Regions from separate parts of the Mus musculus genome. Here region 2 is linked to region 1. A link is a contact called in public promoter capture Hi-C data. All regions are on one chromosome and are shown on one strand. The core of a region is the stretch at or near the end of the contact, and the rest is flanking DNA. Distances in the headings are between cores, read along the strand shown.

Evidence for each region. Capture Hi-C pulls out chosen DNA fragments and counts their contacts.
Region 2: a promoter capture Hi-C map of adipose tissue shows a contact between it and region 1. The contact joins the promoter of Zbtb41 here to the promoter of 4933436E23Rik in region 1. A contact is called at or near these places in 1 of 39 promoter capture datasets (embryonic stem cells), 1 of 15 datasets of contacts at CTCF or cohesin (CD8 T cells), 3 of 484 Hi-C or Micro-C datasets (the N1E-115 cell line, embryonic stem cells and pancreatic cancer cells), 1 of 115 datasets of contacts at active chromatin or transcription factors (embryonic stem cells) and 3 of 9 other capture datasets (adipose tissue, liver and pancreatic islet).

What each region holds. Positions count from the first base shown.
Region 1 is chr1:139,378,047-139,380,746 of GRCm38.p6, reverse strand. 4933436E23Rik (RIKEN cDNA 4933436E23 gene) reads right to left here and starts at 1,295. Exons shown (of 9, transcript NR_040455.1): 1 at 1,224-1,295; 2 at 179-294. It also overlaps a transcript of Crb1 not described here.
Region 2 is chr1:139,421,067-139,423,766 of GRCm38.p6, reverse strand. Zbtb41 (zinc finger and BTB domain containing 41) reads right to left here and starts at 1,384. Exons shown (of 11, transcript NM_172643.5): 1 at 1,344-1,384; 2 at 1-733. The coding sequence starts at 616.

The sequences.
Region 1 (2,700 bases), core at 46-2,545:
AATAATTATTATTATTATAAAAATATTGTTATAGACATAGAAACCTAAAGCATAGAATGGTAACAGTTAATTTAATATTAATTATTATAATTATAATAATAAAGATAAATAATGTTGTAGACAGTAGAGAAACTTTAGGAAAATGGCTATTAGAAAATCAGAATGTAATTCTGCTTACCCTGCATCTTTTATTCCAACTGGAAAAATGTAGATATTAGAGCAAGAAATATATAATACTTCTGCAAAGCCAGGCACGGTGGTGCATCTCTGCAAACACCATTACTCAAGATGCTTCTGCAAAGGATCAGAAGTTCAAGCTTAGTCTGGACAACATAGGGAGACTCTCACCTCAAACCAACCACAGACAGCAAAAATACCTGTGTCACTTGAAATCATTTTGAATCAAGCTTTATAAATTAAATTATTTGTGACAAGTAGAAATGATCTCTTTAAAATATTGACTACCACGAGTGCTGTAGAAATCAGTATACATACACATATTATATATATTATATAATCTAATATGTATGTATGTATGTATGTATGTATGTATGTATATATTAGATGATCTTACTCTGTTGCCTAACCTAGTCTTGAATTCGTGGACTCTTGTGATCTGTCCTACTTCAGTCTCTGGTATTTTAAACTACAGATGTATGTCCTGACACAAAACTACAATTTTAAATGGATCAATTCTGCTCTAGCAAATAAAATAATCTGAGAGAGATCAGAGAATACCCTTGGTAAAAATTATTAAGCTTGGCATCAGGGGAACAGGAAGACATCCAGAGGTCTGTCAATCGCCATGCCATGCAGCTCAGGCAGGGAAAGAGTGCCCTCCACAGCCCTGTCTGCAGCCACTCCCTGTGGTGCAGGGGTGGGAAGACTTCCATAGGTCTGCCTGCTGCCACACCACATGGGCAGGCTGTAGACACCTAGAGGCCTGCTGCTTGTCACCACACCACATGGTGCTGACAGAGGAGGTCCTTGGGGCACCGGTGAGCCATTCCTGAGTGCAAAACCACAGGAGTACTAGCCCTCCCAGTTCATCTGCTGCGGGGTTGATAGAGCTGGCCCTGGGGTCATGAGAGTGGGTATGGTGGCCCTGCCCCTCGCTGGCTCAAACACTCAGGAGAGCAGACCCTCACCTGAGCAGCACAGTAAACCTAGCCCTGGGGGAGGGGGCGCCAGTGAGGCAGTGCTCGTAGCCTAGCTACACTCACTGGCACTCAGGAGAGCAGGCACTGCACCGCGCCTGTGCTACACAGTGGCGTTGGCCCCATCCAATCCTGTGTGAGCTACCCCTGAGGGTGTGAGGAAAAGAGCTGGCCCAGAAAGATCACGTTGCAGAATGGGCCCTATGACTCAAGTGGACATCATAGTGGAGCTAGCTCTGGAGGTGTGGGCAAGCATGAGAGCAAGAGAGGCTGACACTGCCTCCTGCTGATGGAGGCATTGAGTGGCCAGAGTAGTGCTGCAGAGCTCACCTTGGCGGTGCTGATCAGGGAAAGCCAGAGGCTGGCCGCCTCAGCTACCACCCTGGCCCAAATCCAGGGCTTTGTGCTGACCCACTCTGAAATCTACATCATCTGTAAATGGTTGAGGAGTGTGCGGGGGCGGGGGGGGGGTGCTGTCTTGCAGATCCAAAGCTGCAGGATCTCCATGACACAGGGCAGCAAGAGGATAACTGGAAGGAGTCCAAGTGAGGATCCAGTATTGATGGTTTGACAGAAGCCTGAGACCTCGAACAATGCCAATGACTCATTGCAATGAGCATTTGCAAGTGAAGACATGTGGACAGAGAGATACACTGTAGGACACACTATGACCCACTACAGCTTCCATGATAAGGTATTTTCTATCCTTTGTTTTGCTCTCTCTCTCTCTCTCTCTCTCTCCCTCTCTCTCTCTCTCTCTCTCTCTCTCTCTGTGTGTGTGTGTGTGTGTGTGTGTGTGTTTATTTTGGGGTTAAGACTACAGTTGTGGAGGGCAGATATAAGGAGATGGGGAGTTTGAGCAGTATAATGCATTTTTTAATGCCCATTTTAGTTTCTGAATAATAGACATAGACCTGGTATTTTTACTAACAAGCTGCAAACCTAAGCTGGGCAGGCTCTGAGCTATTCTAACCCTTTAAGCCATTTACCTCCCTGTCACAGGCCCCATGTTACTTGCAGTTTGAGTCTCTTCCTGGCTTGCTCTGTTCATATGAACCCTCACAGCTGCTCTCTCACGTCGATCTCATGACAAATCCTTTGGCGACCTGCTCATCATGGCTCCTCCTCGACCTTTTCTCGTGGCCACTTTTTCTCCTTTCTCATTGCCCTTCTCCTCTCTCTACCTGGGACACACACACACACACACACACACACACACACACATCAGAAGTCCCACCCTATTCTCTTCTGCCCAGTAAATTGGCTGGCCAGCTCTTTATTGACCAATCAGAAGATGATGGAGACGGGTGATGCTTCATAAAAATAATACCGAAGTCCAAGTCTGTCCTGTCCTCAACTCTCTCCCTGGTATAAAAACCAGCATTTGAATAATACAACCTTTACACAGTACACAGAAAGATCATCCCTACATTGCAGGACTAAGGTTTATGATGTGAAAAGAATCATAAAAACGTTTTAAAAAAATGAGCAATGCAATTAAAAAAAAAAACGCAGAACTGAAATGTCTCACCTTCTGCTAGTT
Region 2 (2,700 bases), core at 135-2,634, 43 kb before region 1:
TCGACAGTCTTCCAGTTAGCTCATTTAGTGTTTCTTCTGGTGACGACTTTTCAGTCAGTTCGGCCTGAAAGGCAGCAACATTCTCATTATTCAGCAGCTTTACCGCATCGATGATGTCCAAAAATTTTGCAGCCTCTAACACAAGAGGTATTTCGTATTTGTACACAAAAAACTCCGATGTGTAGAGGAACTCAAGCAAATGCTGAAAAACCGAATGCGTTACGTGATCCAGGGTGACAACATCAGTGCTTGGATTTTTGCTCAGACACGCATGAAAATAACTACTGCCGACAGCAACGACCACTTTATGCGCACTAAACTCTTTCCCTTCCACTATGATAAGTAAATCGCAGAAAGACGGTTGCTTCTGCCTATCATCGTTCAAATACTTCAGCAAATTCTTATTATACTGCAAAGAACTCAAAAGCTTTCTCTGATCTGGAGAGGGAGGCAGTTCTTGGCAACGCTGGGCAGCTTCGGGGGTTGGTCTTTCTGGAGCCTGAGTATAGGTCACTTGGCCACACTCCACAGCAGCATTTTCTTCCGAAGAGTCTTTATGATAGCCTAGATGGATCTTCTCGTCAAGATTTGAAGTAACCTTTCTCCTTTTCTTCATTGCAATGCGGCAATTTTTGAACAAGAAACTTCATACGTGACTTAGGCGATTGATGAAACAAAACTAGATTGTCTTGAACAACAGCTTCTGAAGGGGCGTGCCCCACCGTTTCATGGTCTGCAAAAAGAGTGAGAATCAGGTAAGAGCTCCACCGCATAGCCATCTTAAATAACCCAAAGGTGTTGTCAACTAGTCTTTCCTACATTGTAACTAGATTACAAAGTCGACAGTGCATTCACTCCCAGCTAAGATTTTCTTTTTTTTTAGGGCAGGGAACCAGGAGAGCTGGGCTGGGAAAGACAATCCAACAAAAGAATAGTGTGAAGTGAAGGCACAGCACACCTTCCAGGCCTGATTCACGAATAAGGTGGAGAGAACACAACCCAGAGAGCACCATCCCGCCGAGACCGCAAACAAGGCAGACTGGCCGGCCGGGACCGCAGTCCCGATTTGGGTGCTGGGACCTTGACAATAAGGCCAGCGCGGCCACGAAACGCAAGTCTCCATTAGCATGCTTTCCCCGGGCGAGCGCGGCATGGCTCCTGAGCGACAGACCTTCCGAAATCCACTAGGCACGGCGGCCCCAGGAGGGGAGCAGAGTGGGGTCAGCACGGGCGACGACTGCAGGAAGCCGAGTCTTCCCAGGCCGGGGTTGGCGGGGACCCGCGCTCGCCCGTGACCCTTCCCTCCCAGGCTGCCCGGGGCAAGCGTCCCACAGGCCCATTACCGGGAAGCCCGGGCTCCCGCGCCGGCTCGGGGCCGCCCAGCTCCGATCCCCGCGCGCTCGCGCCCGCGCCCACCCACTTCCGGGTCCGGCCCCCCACCTCAGCCACCTCGGCGGCGCTCCTTCCCCTCGCGGAGTCCCGCCGCCGCCGCCGCTCGCCAGGCAGGCACGTCAGGCCCGCGCAGCCGCCCAGCCGCCGCGAGAAGCCGGGGAGCCCCGGCATCCGCCCGAGCGCATGCGCGCGCCTCCAGCCCTGCGCATGCTCCGTGAGCTTTCTTTCCTGCCCTGGGTGCCCTACCGAGGTCCCAGGTCCGTTATACCCGCTTTTCGTGGCCACTTAAGGGCCCTCGTTAACTGAACCAGAAAAACTTGGCTGCGGGAGGGGAAGATAGCTGTGATGAGGGGTTAGGGGGAATTGGCGCCACGACAACTGGTGTGTTTCCAGTGTGTCACCAAACAGCGACCTCCTCCGGAAACCTGCCAGTTTCCAGTCCACAGTGGCAAACACCCAAAGTGCTGGCTGGAAGTAGTTGTATGGCTTTCCGACTTACATGTGCGTAAAATGTAAGCACACCTAAAATTGTGGGGTTTGTTTTTATTACCTTGCTATGAACAGAAGATGTGCATGTAAGATGTGAAGCTGAGAAAAGGACAACCAAACCTCTACGGGACTTAGAGCCTCAGAGCCCCTGCCTAACGTGTTGCATCTCCGACAGAATGCCCAGTGGCCCGATATTGCCCGTCTGGCGATGAAGGTTCTAGAGTTTGTTTGTACAAACCTAAGGAAAAAAACTGATACAAAGGCCGTGACCAAAAAGAAATCAATACACACACCTTCCCTTTTACCTGTAACTCCACTCTCTTCATAACTCTGAATCTGAAAAGGTTACCCTCTCATTAGCAAATACGAGCAAGTGCATACCCAGGAGGAGGAGAAGTTGAGGGAGCGTGTGGGGGACTTTTGGGATGGCATTGGAAATGTAAATGAAATAAATACCTAATTAAAAAAGAAGAAGAATGTACACCCAGAATAGTATAAGGAAAGCTAATGAAAATGATAAAATACTCAGAGCTATAGATTATAAAGTAGAAAATGTTTGAAAAGACAAGCCCATAGATATTAATTTTGTGTGTGTGTGGGGGGGGGTGCAGTGTTATCATCCATCGTCTGGCTCCTACCACCAAGTCTTTCCAGCTGTTGTCATGTGTCAGTGTTCTAAGTTACATGGGACAATCAAAGAAATGGGGTCACTTCCGGGCGAAATATGGCATTGCAGGCAGCAAAGAGGAACGGCCTCAATGAGCTGAACCTCGGACAGCTGTTCAAATGCTGTTTGGGGAGGGGGATAAAGCAAGCCCC